2 separate regions of the Zea mays genome follow, and region 2 is linked to region 1. The links are chromatin contacts, called in public Hi-C maps. All regions are on one chromosome and are shown on one strand. Each heading gives the region's core, a stretch centred on a gene start, on an enhancer-like site or on the middle of the called end of the contact. The rest is flanking DNA. Distances are from core to core; before and after follow the strand shown. Region 1 has its middle 41 kb from the start of LOC100272233. Region 2 has its middle 99 kb from the start of LOC100272233.

The links. Hi-C and Micro-C count contacts between places; a contact is called where the count stands out from the background.
Region 2: a Hi-C map of bundle sheath shows a contact between it and region 1, with 4 times the contacts expected there. The contact joins two enhancer-like sites. A contact is called at or near these places in 3 of 25 Hi-C or Micro-C datasets (bundle sheath, ear and leaf).

Annotation. Positions count from the first base shown.
Region 1 is chr7:104,432,305-104,438,337 of Zm-B73-REFERENCE-NAM-5.0, reverse strand. No RefSeq gene overlaps it. Among protein-coding and RNA genes, the nearest start is that of LOC100272233, 41 kb to the left of the region's middle. Within about 2 kb of position 3,172, at least 17 of the 20 cell types and tissues checked have an H3K27ac peak or open chromatin away from gene starts, as enhancers often do. A contact at or near this core is called in bundle sheath, ear and leaf, where this site is marked.
Region 2 is chr7:104,573,237-104,579,063 of Zm-B73-REFERENCE-NAM-5.0, reverse strand. No RefSeq gene overlaps it. Among protein-coding and RNA genes, the nearest start is that of LOC100272233, 99 kb to the right of the region's middle. Within about 2 kb of position 1,738, at least 14 of the 20 cell types and tissues checked have an H3K27ac peak or open chromatin away from gene starts, as enhancers often do. A contact at or near this core is called in bundle sheath, ear and leaf, where this site is marked.

The DNA.
Region 1 (6,033 bases), core at 1,923-4,422:
TTGTACTCATGACAAGTACAACCACTCAAGACTGTATGGGCAGTCACTCAATCTGAACTCGTACGGTTCAAACCCCAGGGTTATGAAGGCTGTGGAGCACCGGGAGGATAAGGAGGGGGGATGTTTTGTCCAGTTTGGACATGACGGTGGCCTGACTCCTTCCAGTATAACCGTTAAGGTAAGGACGTGTGAGGAAAGAAAAAGATTCGGCATTCGGGTCTCACGACGGTGAGATCGCAGAAACCAGACTTGTGGGTAAAGTGTACCCCTCTACGCAGAGTTCAAATCTATTCGAATAGTTCGTGTCCACTGGAATGGAGGAGTCTGGTGTGGTATGACAATTAGTGTTTTATAAACTCCGGGATCAGGGAAATGTGTGAGTGGGTGTTTTTGGAAACAAAAACGATGCCACGGGAGCAGGAAGCTCAGTGGTGGTTGAGTGTGAAAAAGTGATATTTCCTTCTTTGGGAAAAACCATCAAAGTATTGCCTTTCTCTGAGAAAAAGAAGAGTGACTTCAACTCCACCATAAAAAGCATGTATTATATAGGTCCCTTTCTTTTTATGGGAGCGGGATGGGCTTGCGGAATACCTAGTGTATTCACCCAGATTTATTTATGTTTTTCAGCAGCTGAAGACTTCTTTTCTGCTATGCTTGATTGAGGGGGCTGTGTCTGCACCCAGTTCTGCCTATGGCTTGGGCTAGTTTATCTTCTACTGCGCTTTGTATTTCTGGCTCTCTCGAGCTTGTACCCTTGTATTGTAATAACTTTTATTTGAACTCTGTACTATTTGAAGTAAGGAATGTGGTTACTAGCCTCCTGGGACTAGTAATTGTATCACATTTGAGTCCCAAAGGATCGGGACGCTTCAGAACAATAATTAAATCAATAGCAAAATTGGAACATGATCATAATTCAGTATAGCATTAATCCTAAAACCAAGTAGAGCAATAGCAAATCTACCCATCGTTCATTTGTTTGCAAGGTGTGGGATAAACAATACTAGGGAAACCTATTAGGTCCCATCAAATTAACCTGAGAATGTCATAGTGATTAACATGAATATTATTAGGTAAAGAAGAGTGATCAAAGGCATAACATGCCTTAGACTTGAGATCCTAGGTACCAAGTTGGTCTTTAGATTCTCGTGACCTCACCGCTATTCGTAGCAATCCATACAAATAAACAGGGAGCACATAAAATAATAGTACACCAACACCCCAGACTACGACACATTAATGGCCCACGCACTTCTCAGCCTACGGCGCTCTTATGGCCTATCGGAGTAGGCCTGAGTATGTAGACCTCCCGTAGGGCACTACACGACGGCTCGCGCCGAGCCCCATGCTATGGAAGCCAGGGGTCGGCGTCGCCCGAATGATGGCGCCTGGGACCATCGCCGCCCCACGTCATCCACCATGATAAATACACGACAACCAGGTTGCTCCGGGCCCCGCGAGTACGCATGGATTCACTCAAGGTAAAACACTTGTTTTACGCTTGCCTTACGGCTCCTTCCCAGGGAAGCCACCGCTGGCCGACCCCTATCACAGCCTATAAAAGGGAGAGGCTGGTCTCTAGGCAAGGGGATCGACGGATCGAGGAACATAAGGACGAATGGAGGGGCAACCAGACGCCTTTAGACAGAGACGAGCCCACAAGGACGGACAGGAGGAGGAGCGCCGATGAGGACCAGGACGTCGGAGCCCCGCCAAGCCAAGATTTAGCTAGGACTCACCTTACAACTTCTAAGCTCTAGTTCCACCCCGATAAAAGATCTGAGAGCCTCTCCTCCCTCTCGACTACTTGTAACCCCTACTACGAGTTTGATCATCAATGGTACCGGTAGCTGGGTGTAGGGACGTTGCGTCTGAACCAGTATAAACATTGCGCTCTCCACGCACACACTCTGAAGCCCGGTGTTGAGCACCAAAAGTGGCGGACGGTCCGGCCCTTGGGCCCGGACAATCCGCATGCCCGCGATTAGATTAACTCGGGTGATTATCCTGATCTCGTGCGTGGTTATCCATCTAATCACGTGGGAGTTGTTGGCTATCTCCTCGGAACAGGTCCAGACCTCATCCCCTATAAATATAAATGGTACGACCGATTGAGAACCCCCGAACACATTTCAATCGAACCAATTACTTTATTTACCTTTCCTGCCCTATGAGTAGATGTAGCGCTTCCGCATATCCACCTTCACCTCTATTCGGCTCTACGTCGTCTAGAACCGTCCTGGGGTGGCCTACCGACCCCAGGACGACCCTATGATTTTTACCCCTCCTAAGGGGCAAGATCTACTTCGTCTACTTAAATCAAGATCTCTTCCTCGAATTGATCTCTTAATTTATAGGCGACTCTACGTCGTCTGGAGACGCCCCGGGTGACCTGCTGACCCGGAGCACCCTAAGGTCTCTCCCCCAGGGGGCGAGATCTAGGTCCTACAAGGAGAAGAAGACGACCCTGCGCCATCACAAACTGTCTGGCCTAGAGCTCGGACCGTCTGGACAGCACGCAGGAAAGGCGCCACTTCTGCCGCTAGGTCGCGGACCGTTCGGCCCAGAGCCGCAGATAGTCCGCGCCCCCACAGCGAGCACCGTCAGGCGATCCGACGACTCGTTGCAGACCGCCGCCACTATTCACCTCGCGGAGCCAAACCCAAGGTATTGCTCATCACGAGAAGGCCCTAGGGTCCGTTGCTGTTTGATCCAAAATAGGTGGTGACCATCATAGAGGTGTCGGCCCACTTTCAGGATAACCATTTTATTCGACCCTGCATTATCTAAATGTGCTAAGTATCGATAGTCGGTTAATTATAGTGTTTGGTGACAAAAAGACGCCAACACCCGGAACACGTATAATAAATTTACTTATCGAGACGAGATACGAAACACTAACACATACCGTTAACCAAACAAGTGTCAAGTATTAAGTTTTTGACCATCCTTATACCATAGCTCAAAGCTAATCGGACCACAACATAAAACCTGAATGAACGTAATAAAGTGCTCCAATGGAATCGGTACCGTGGGCCAAGACTGATCTGGATGACTCCGACTTCCGACTGGTGGAATATTGTGGGGGCACACCGCACACAGGAAAGGGACACCTCTGGCCTCGCCTCTCCCATAGTCCCATGTCGCAAATTTGCCTGCCGCACACGGTCGCGTACACCGGTAAACGGACGGCGGTTCACTGGCCCACATGTCATGCCGGGTATGCCCGTGTTCATGGCCAGCTCGGTGGTCGTAGCTCCGTAATTGGGACGGGAGTTTTGTAGCCACGCAGGAGGGATCCACACGTGGCGTGCGGTCAGGGAGGCTATGTCATCTTTGGGTAGTGTTGTGGTCGAGAGCTTTTTGCTGGAAGTTTTTTTTTTGTTGCAGCTGTATCGTACCGTTTTTCCACAGCAAAAACATTGTATGGACCGGCGGCCCCGGTCCAGCCCAAGTCCGCTGAGGCCCGGTCTAACTCTGTTTGGTCTACAAGCCGTGTTGTGTTGGCTTATGGGCCACGAATAAAGATTAGGCACGATCTGTTAGATTGTTTATCGCACTGGCCCGGTTGGTGGCCTAACGAGCTTAACGGGCATGTACAAGTTTATCACGTTAAATATTAAAAATGGCTAAATATGTGCAAAAATACAATTTCAACCATCGTTGTTCGCTTTAAAAGCCTATCTACATCAACTTAACCAATAAGGCACATGTATTTTTAAGTTTTATACCTTATAATCATGTGTAATATAGACATTTCTATTAAAAATGGGAAAACATAAAATTGGGCCGTGTTGGGCCGAGCCCACAGTGCCGCACCTTAGACTCAAGCACGGGGCCGATAGCCACCTTATTGGGTTATGTTCGGGCCGGGCCAAAACCATATGTCGGGTTACGGGCTTACCGGACGACCCAACCATGAAGTGTCCCCATCCTTTGGGACCCAAATGTAATACAATTACTAGTCCTAGGAGGCTAGTAACCAGATTTATTTCAATCGATGGAACTAAACCTTGTTACAATAATTATTACAGGCTCAGAAGAGGTAAGGAAAATCAGAGCGAGAACCAGCCCTAGTCACTGGCAGACCGGGTGCAAACGTAGCCCTCTTCTAGTCGAACAACGGTAATGAAGTCTTCAGCCACTGAAAAACATGTAAAGCAACGTGTGAATACTTTCATATTCCACAAGCCCATTCTAACCCATAGAGAGGAGAGATAGACATATTTTGTACATGCTCTTATTTGGTGGAGTTATAAGTCACTCTTTTTATTTTCAGAAATACATGGTTTCAACATCCCCAGAATAAAAGAGAAAAGGCATATTCCTTTACTCAACCACCACTGAGCTTCTCACTCCCGTGGCACACTTTTATTTCCAAAACACACATGTTTACCCATCCCCTTTCTTTTGAATACAAAGTGTTAATTATTGTATCATACCAAACTCGTCCATACCAATGGACACAGACTATTCGAATAGATTTTTAACTCTACGTAAAGGTGTACACATTATCCACTAGTCCGGCTATGCGGTCTCACTACCATGAGACCCGACACCGAAACTCTCTCCTCCCTTGCACGTCTTTACCTTAATGGTTAAGTCGAAAGGAACAAGGTCACCCCCTCGCCCAAACCAGGATGGCAACATTCCCTCTCCTTGCCCTTCTGGTGCTCCCCATCCACCGATAAATCTAGGGTGCAAACCGTAGTTAGTTCGGATCAAGCGACTGCCCATATAGTCTTCAGTGGTTGTACTTGATATGAGTATAGGTAGTGTGAGGGCCTATTATGTCGAAGGTCCCCATTTAACCTTCATTTTAGCACAAGCAAGTGTGTTTCAAGTGCTCTTCTATTGATGGACGAAGCTGACCTTCGACCGAAGCAACATATAAAGAAGCTTCGCCTAGCAAAGGTGTGAACCGAAGTCGGTACGTTCGAAAAAGAAGAAAGGCTTCTAATGCTTGCTAGTGGATAAGGTCTCATACGACGAAGGCCAAGACCTGCGTAGCAGAGGAAGGAGAAAATACAATACTACCCTGATGTAATTTGTAAACAATGCGTGTAAAACCTTGAGGGGCGTGATTGTAATTTTTACAAAGGCGATTCATCTTTCCTATAAATTGGTGAATAGTGCCATGCATAAAGTACCTTTTTAAAGGGCCATAATTTCGTGCTGCTTAGCCTTTGAAGGTCCTTCATGCCATCTTGTATTAAGGAGTCGAAGGTATGCTTGTAAACTTGTTTAACATTAGTGGAGTTGAAATAAAATGCTAAGGCATATGACATAAGATTCATAAAGAGCCTCACTTTGTCTTTTTCATATTATTTCATTTTGCTTCTCTTTAAGAACCTTTGTCCTTTATTTTAACACTCCGAAGAAGTGTTATAACACAGGACGAAGGTCTTTATATTTAACTTGTGTTGCCTTGATTTTCGATACCTTCAGAGAATTGAAATCAAGTACCAACATTGGCGCCCACCTCCGGTCATCTCACGACCACAACTCACATCATGCCGCCGAAGAAGGCAACAACAACTGCTTCCATCCTTAGGACTTAGGACACCAACCTAGGGGAAGAAGCTCTCCTCAGGGAGGCAAGAAACCAAAAGAGGAAGGCTATCAACCCAGAACCACAAGACTAAGAGCTGGATCAAGAGATCAACAACCTCAAAGCAATCCACCAGCAATTGGAGAAGTGCAGAGAGAAGGTGCTTCATCTTTTTCAACTTCAGAAGAAGATTGACGAAGCAACTAAAGAAATGCGCAACATTAAAGCATAGGACCACAACAACTACAGGGACCAGAATTACGAGGGCTTCAACCATGACAATCTTCGTCATGAACTAGTCAACTTCCAAGACTTCCTCTTTGACAAAGCTTCCACATTGACACCAGAGATGTAGGCGACACCCTGACCACTGCTATATAGGCCCCCACATTGCTAATGTATGATGGCCTAACTGATCCAAAGCAATTACTTATGAGTTATGAAGCTACCATGTCTTCGTTTGATGGTAATTCAGTAGCCAT
Region 2 (5,827 bases), core at 489-2,988, 140 kb before region 1:
GCATTGAAATCGAGTGGGCCAAGTCACTCTTGTTAAACCGTGGCCCACTTGTCCCACAATCGAACCAGAGGGGGCGTGAAATAACTTTGCACTATATATATATATATATATATAGAAAAAGTCTATTTCACTTTCCTTACCTTCTGCTTCAATTTATGTTTCTTAATTAAAAAATAGATTTTAGACTCTAAAACTTCTGACACCATCTGACCTGAGCGGTCTTTTAAAACGGTATTTCATGACATGGCTCCATATCAGCCGTCTCTCGTAGCACCACATGAGCCACGTAAATCAACTTTTATGATAATTGAAAAAGTTAAACTAAAAGTTATAAAAAATATAAAAATAACTTTTAAAATATCTAAATATTTCTCTACAAATACATTTTATTTGTTTCAAATTATAAGTCAGTCTAACTTTCTTAAAAAGTCAGAACATCTTAAGTTTAACCAAATTTATATAATAGAGTAATATTTATAATACTATAAATACCATTATATACTTTATTAATTATACCTATTTGACGCCATAAATTTTTATATTTTTCTCTATAATTTTAGCCAAACTTTAGATGCTTTGACTTTCAAAAAAAGTTAGAGTAATTTATAGTTTAGGACGAATGGAGTATACTTGATAAAAATACTTAAATTTGATATAACTTTAGAAAATCCATAGAAAAAATTACTTTATCTCACATTTAAAAAAATCATGATCTATGTTTGTTTTGAGCAAGAACCATTATATAGAGCATAATTTTAGGGACACAAGAACTCTCATTTCAAGCTCATCCAAATTGCAGTTCTTGCTTGGTCATGTGCTCCTGATGTGTGCGCTAACCTACGACGATGAAAGTTATCGAGGAAGCAAACAAGCTGATCTGTATTTCAGTATTTAAGCTCATAAAATTTTCCTTAATTACATTTTTCATATATAAATAGTTAAGCATTTTTCATATATTCCATAAAACATGTTAGTTTAATATCCTTCACTACAACTTTTAGGGGAAAACGCCACCAAATGTCGTGGCCTACTATTTACAATACTGTATTTTTTTCTCATGCATCTCTCAATGGTTAAGAAAAGGCGTGCCATTGATGAAACATGATCTGCAGTTTGCACAATGTCTGCGTGGTGATTCACACTGCGTTTTGCAAGAATTTGCCTTAGGGTGCCATCCTCTGTTCATTTGGCCTAGTTTTAGATATTAGGGGACCATATTGATTCGATAGATCCATTTAACTTAAGTATGGGAAAAAATGTACAACATGATTTTATATAAGATAAAACTATTTTTATATATTTTTTGATTTAAAACAAATGTTCTATAAACTTTATAAGCTTAAATAAGATTTTAGTATTTTAACATAGATGTGCTTTTTCTAAAACGAGATTTTTATATTTTGAAAATTATTTCTAGAATTTTTAAAATAATTTTGAATTGATCTTCCGGAACTTCCGTGAAAATCCAACTTATATCTATCCCGGCTAGGCAACGTCAGCCAATATGGCTAGGCCGTGCAAAATGATCAAGGAGGTAAATTGAATGGTTTGAGAAATTAGAGTCTAAAATTTTGGTTTCCTAGTTATGTGATGTAAATTGTACTCGATCAATAGTTTAAGGGATAAGACAGACTTTTCCATTTGCATTATTACCTCTTAAATACTATATGTTGTGTTGTTGATACTAGGCCCATCAAAGTAGTGGGCTCAAGGCTGGTTATATAATAGGCCCTTGCGAATGACACGCGAGACCGTCGGAAATGATGTTGCTTGCGCACTGCGAGTCTGAGGGAGCCCAGTGGCTTTGACTGCATGGGCTCCGAATTTCAGAACGTATATGGTTGGATAAAATAGTCATGAGTCATGACTCAGCTCACTCGACTCATAGTTAACTCGGCTAGGTTTGATTCTCGGCTTTAAGGATGGCAATTTAATCCATAGATTTGGATATCCGTCGGATATTCGATCCGACGGATCAGGATATAGATATGTTTTTCGACCCGCGGGTTAGACCTGTATCCGATCCGAGATAAAGTGGGCATGGATTTGAATATTAAATCTCATCCGCGGGTAATCCGTTGGATATCCGAAATTAACCATTAGTCCATTATTGTCGGCCCACACATGGATTGAGTTGGATTTATATTTGGAGGAGCCAACACTGCCAAGAACTCAAGAGCTTGACATTATCAACTGGTGACAGTATGCAGGGATCAAGTATCCAACTTTGAGAAAAATTGCTCGAGATGTAATGGTAATTCCTGTTACAACAGTGGCATCTGAGTCTGTCTTTAGTACTAGGGGAGAGTAATTAGCCCACATCGTAGTAGACTTGCTCCAAAAACAGTAGAAGGGTTGATGTGTATGCAAGCTTGGGCCCGAGCTGACATGTTAGGCGACCAATCCTATTTTATAAATGCACTAATGACTTGTTTGGAGGATGAAGAGGAAGAAATGGTAACATGATTCAACTCTTTAGTATGTTCTTATATTTTGGTTATCGAATCTGATCATTGATTTAACCATTTATCTATTTTGTTGTTTAGATGAACATGATTCTACTATGATTGACTAAAAAATTTAAACACAGCTACTATAGCGCTAGCTCAAGTGCTCAACACTACACTCGGATCAGATCAGAAGGCAAAAGGCTTAAGGCCAAAAGAAGACATGTATTTGTTGTCATGTATTTGTTTTCATGTTGCGACATGTAGACATGTATTTTTATCATGTTGAGAATGTTGCTTGTTGAAGGACATGTATATTTGTTTAAATTTTTATTAAATTTTAAGTTGTATATGATGTTGAAACATGAAGAAATTTGATTAATTATGTTATTCAATTGCTGAAAATGATTTTATCATATGTGATGGATATCCAATGGATATCCGAAACCCGATGGACATAGATATGGATATAAATTTCTACTCGTGGATATAGTCACGGGTGGATATTATTTATGACCGTGGATATGACTGTGGGCGGATATTTCCAATATCCGATCCGAATCCGACCCGTTGCCATCCCTACTCGGCTTGTTTTAATTTTATCACGAGCTAAATATATCTCAGCTCTGTTCGTTAACGAGCCAGCTTGACACGAGCTTGAGTCAGCTCGTTAGCTTGAATGAGCTAGCATTTATTAGCAAAACAAAGCCTATGCTTGTATTGGATAAATTAATAAGTGATGCACTATGTTAATTTATAGTTTAAATGATGTGATATATGAAATTATGAGTATTGTTAGTCTTTTCTAGTATTAAGTTAATATGAAATTAACTAACGATTGATTATATTGTTGTATATATATGTATATTATTTTTTGTTGTGACTCACGAGTTAAAGGAGGTATCGCAAACGAACTTAGCTGAGCTGGTTTTTTAAATCGGTTACTTAACGAGTCGAGCCAAGACCGTTTATTCTCAAGCTTGACGAGCGATCTGGCTCAATATCCACCCTGCCCGGTCGCGGCGACGGCGGCTAGTTGATACCGTTTCTTGGAAGCACTTGGCCACCGAGAACTCTGTTAGAAATATAGGCATTTTCTGTATTATTTTAATTCCATAAATTAACATTATTATGATGACATATAATAGATAATCAAACATGGAAAATGTGATCTCAAAAATATCCATAACAATATGGATCATGAGAACACAAAGCATATGAAGCATGTAATTCATATAAATAAAATAAGCATATAAACATGGTTCATGGATTATTGCAGAACAACTGGAAATAAACAGATAACAATATAAACAGCATGACTGTAAAATTAAGACAAACAGATTTATCATATTACTAGTATGATCAGGCATCAAACACGTCATGATATAATACGACAAAACATATTGGATAAATTTATGGCTACAAATAAAACAGCAGGTATGAACATATATAATTTGCAGAATGAAAAACAGTAAGGAGATGAATTGATCATACCCAGCCATGCGCTCCGAGGATCTAGATCCTTGTCCAACTTCACTTGTCATGTCAGCAGGAAGAAGACTTTGGGCAGTCGCGTAGACGCTCCCCAAAAACCTAATTGTCGATCCCTCGTGCAAGGTCTCGAACGGCAAGGGCTCCGGAGGCACCTGCCCTCTCGCTTCTCTGTGCGCGCAGAGTCACGAGATGGAAATACCCTCACTCGGCGCTGGACTGTGTTCTGAATGTGTTCTGAAAGTGTGTTCTCGCGTGTACCGAGTGACAGGGGTGCTCCTCTATTTAACCTCTCGCAGAGGGAAGCTGAAGGAGAAAGGTCGCCGAGTCACGCCAAGAGTCGGCCAGCTCTAGCCGAGTTATGCCATGAGTCGGCCATCTCTCGCCGAGTCACGCCATAAGTCGGCAGCTGAAGGAGAAGGGTCACTCGGCTGACTGCCGAAGAGACAGGGTCACTCGGCAGACGAAGAGACAGAGTCACTCGGCTAACGTACGCGGTTGGTGAGTGCTAAAAATTAACACAACCACACCACGCCCGCCCGCTCGCCTGCCTGCCTGCCTCGCCTCGCCACGCCACGCCACGCCCGGCCCGGCCCGGCCGGCGGCGGCGGCGCGCGCGCGCGCGTGTGGCACGCCCTTGTCCATTTCTTGACTTCTCAAGTTAAGTGGAATAAATCCCACCATATAAGTCAAGGCAAAGGACCCTTGGACTTCCAATGTGGTACTATTGGTATTCTCCACCATTACACACCATAGAGTTTATTCAATAAATGGGCCAAGCCCATAAAAGATCCAACAATCCCCACCAAACTCTAGGGTTTGTAATGATGAAGTATCAGAATCACAATCCTTTGATATACCAGTGTTTCGATGGAGACTGTTAAGTTGAACATCCATCTAGAATAAGAGTTTCACTCATTCACAACTGAACAATGGACTATGCCTTGAATTGACAGTTTTGTGCGAAATAAGATTCACTCAAATCCTTTGCTGATACTAGGCTGCAGAAGGGTATTCCCGCTGTTTAGAAGCATATAAGTCACACTTCAGTGCCTTTCATGAGTATTTAGGGATTACCCAAGTCCCATAGACTGTGACTAGCAGTCTGACTCATATAGGTGTATTCCTCAGAAGATGTTCTGTAGGACAACATCTCACCTTTATAAGACTCTTGGAATACATTAAGGTAAAAACCATCCTGCCTTACAGATAGGAAAGATGTGCATCAGAAATGAGTTAAAGAAAGGATCTTTCCTCACAATCTACTCCTAGCTTGTTTCTCCACTCTACTTCACGGGATCTCCGATCACATAGAGCAGGTTACCACTAGAGTAGATCTCACATGGGTCTCATACCCATTTCCCTCGATGCACTTTCTATCACATTGCGTGATAGACCCTTAGTGAATTGATCTGCCAGATTATTTGATGTGTGGACATAATCCACTGTTATAACTCCGGAGTTTTTCAACTTTCTGACAGATTTCAATCTCCTCTTAACATGCCTTGTAGACTTCATGTTATTCCTAGAACTGTTAACCTTTGTTATCACCGTTTGGTTGTCACAGTTCATGGAAATAGCCGGTATCGGTTTTTCAACTACCGGTAAGTCCAATAGGAAATCACGAAGCCACTCGGCCTCAGCCCCAGAAGTGTCTAATGCTGCGAGTTCTGCTTCCATTGTAGACTTCGTTAAGATAGTCTGCTTGCAAGACTTCCAGGAAACAGCGCCACCTCCAAACAGAAACACATATCCGCTTGTGGCATAAAGCTCATCAGCATCAGAAATCCAGTTGGCATCACAATAGCCTTCTAGCACTTTTGGGTTTCCGGTATAATGAATACCGTATGTCATAGTACCTTTCAAATACCGCAACACTCTCTCAAGAG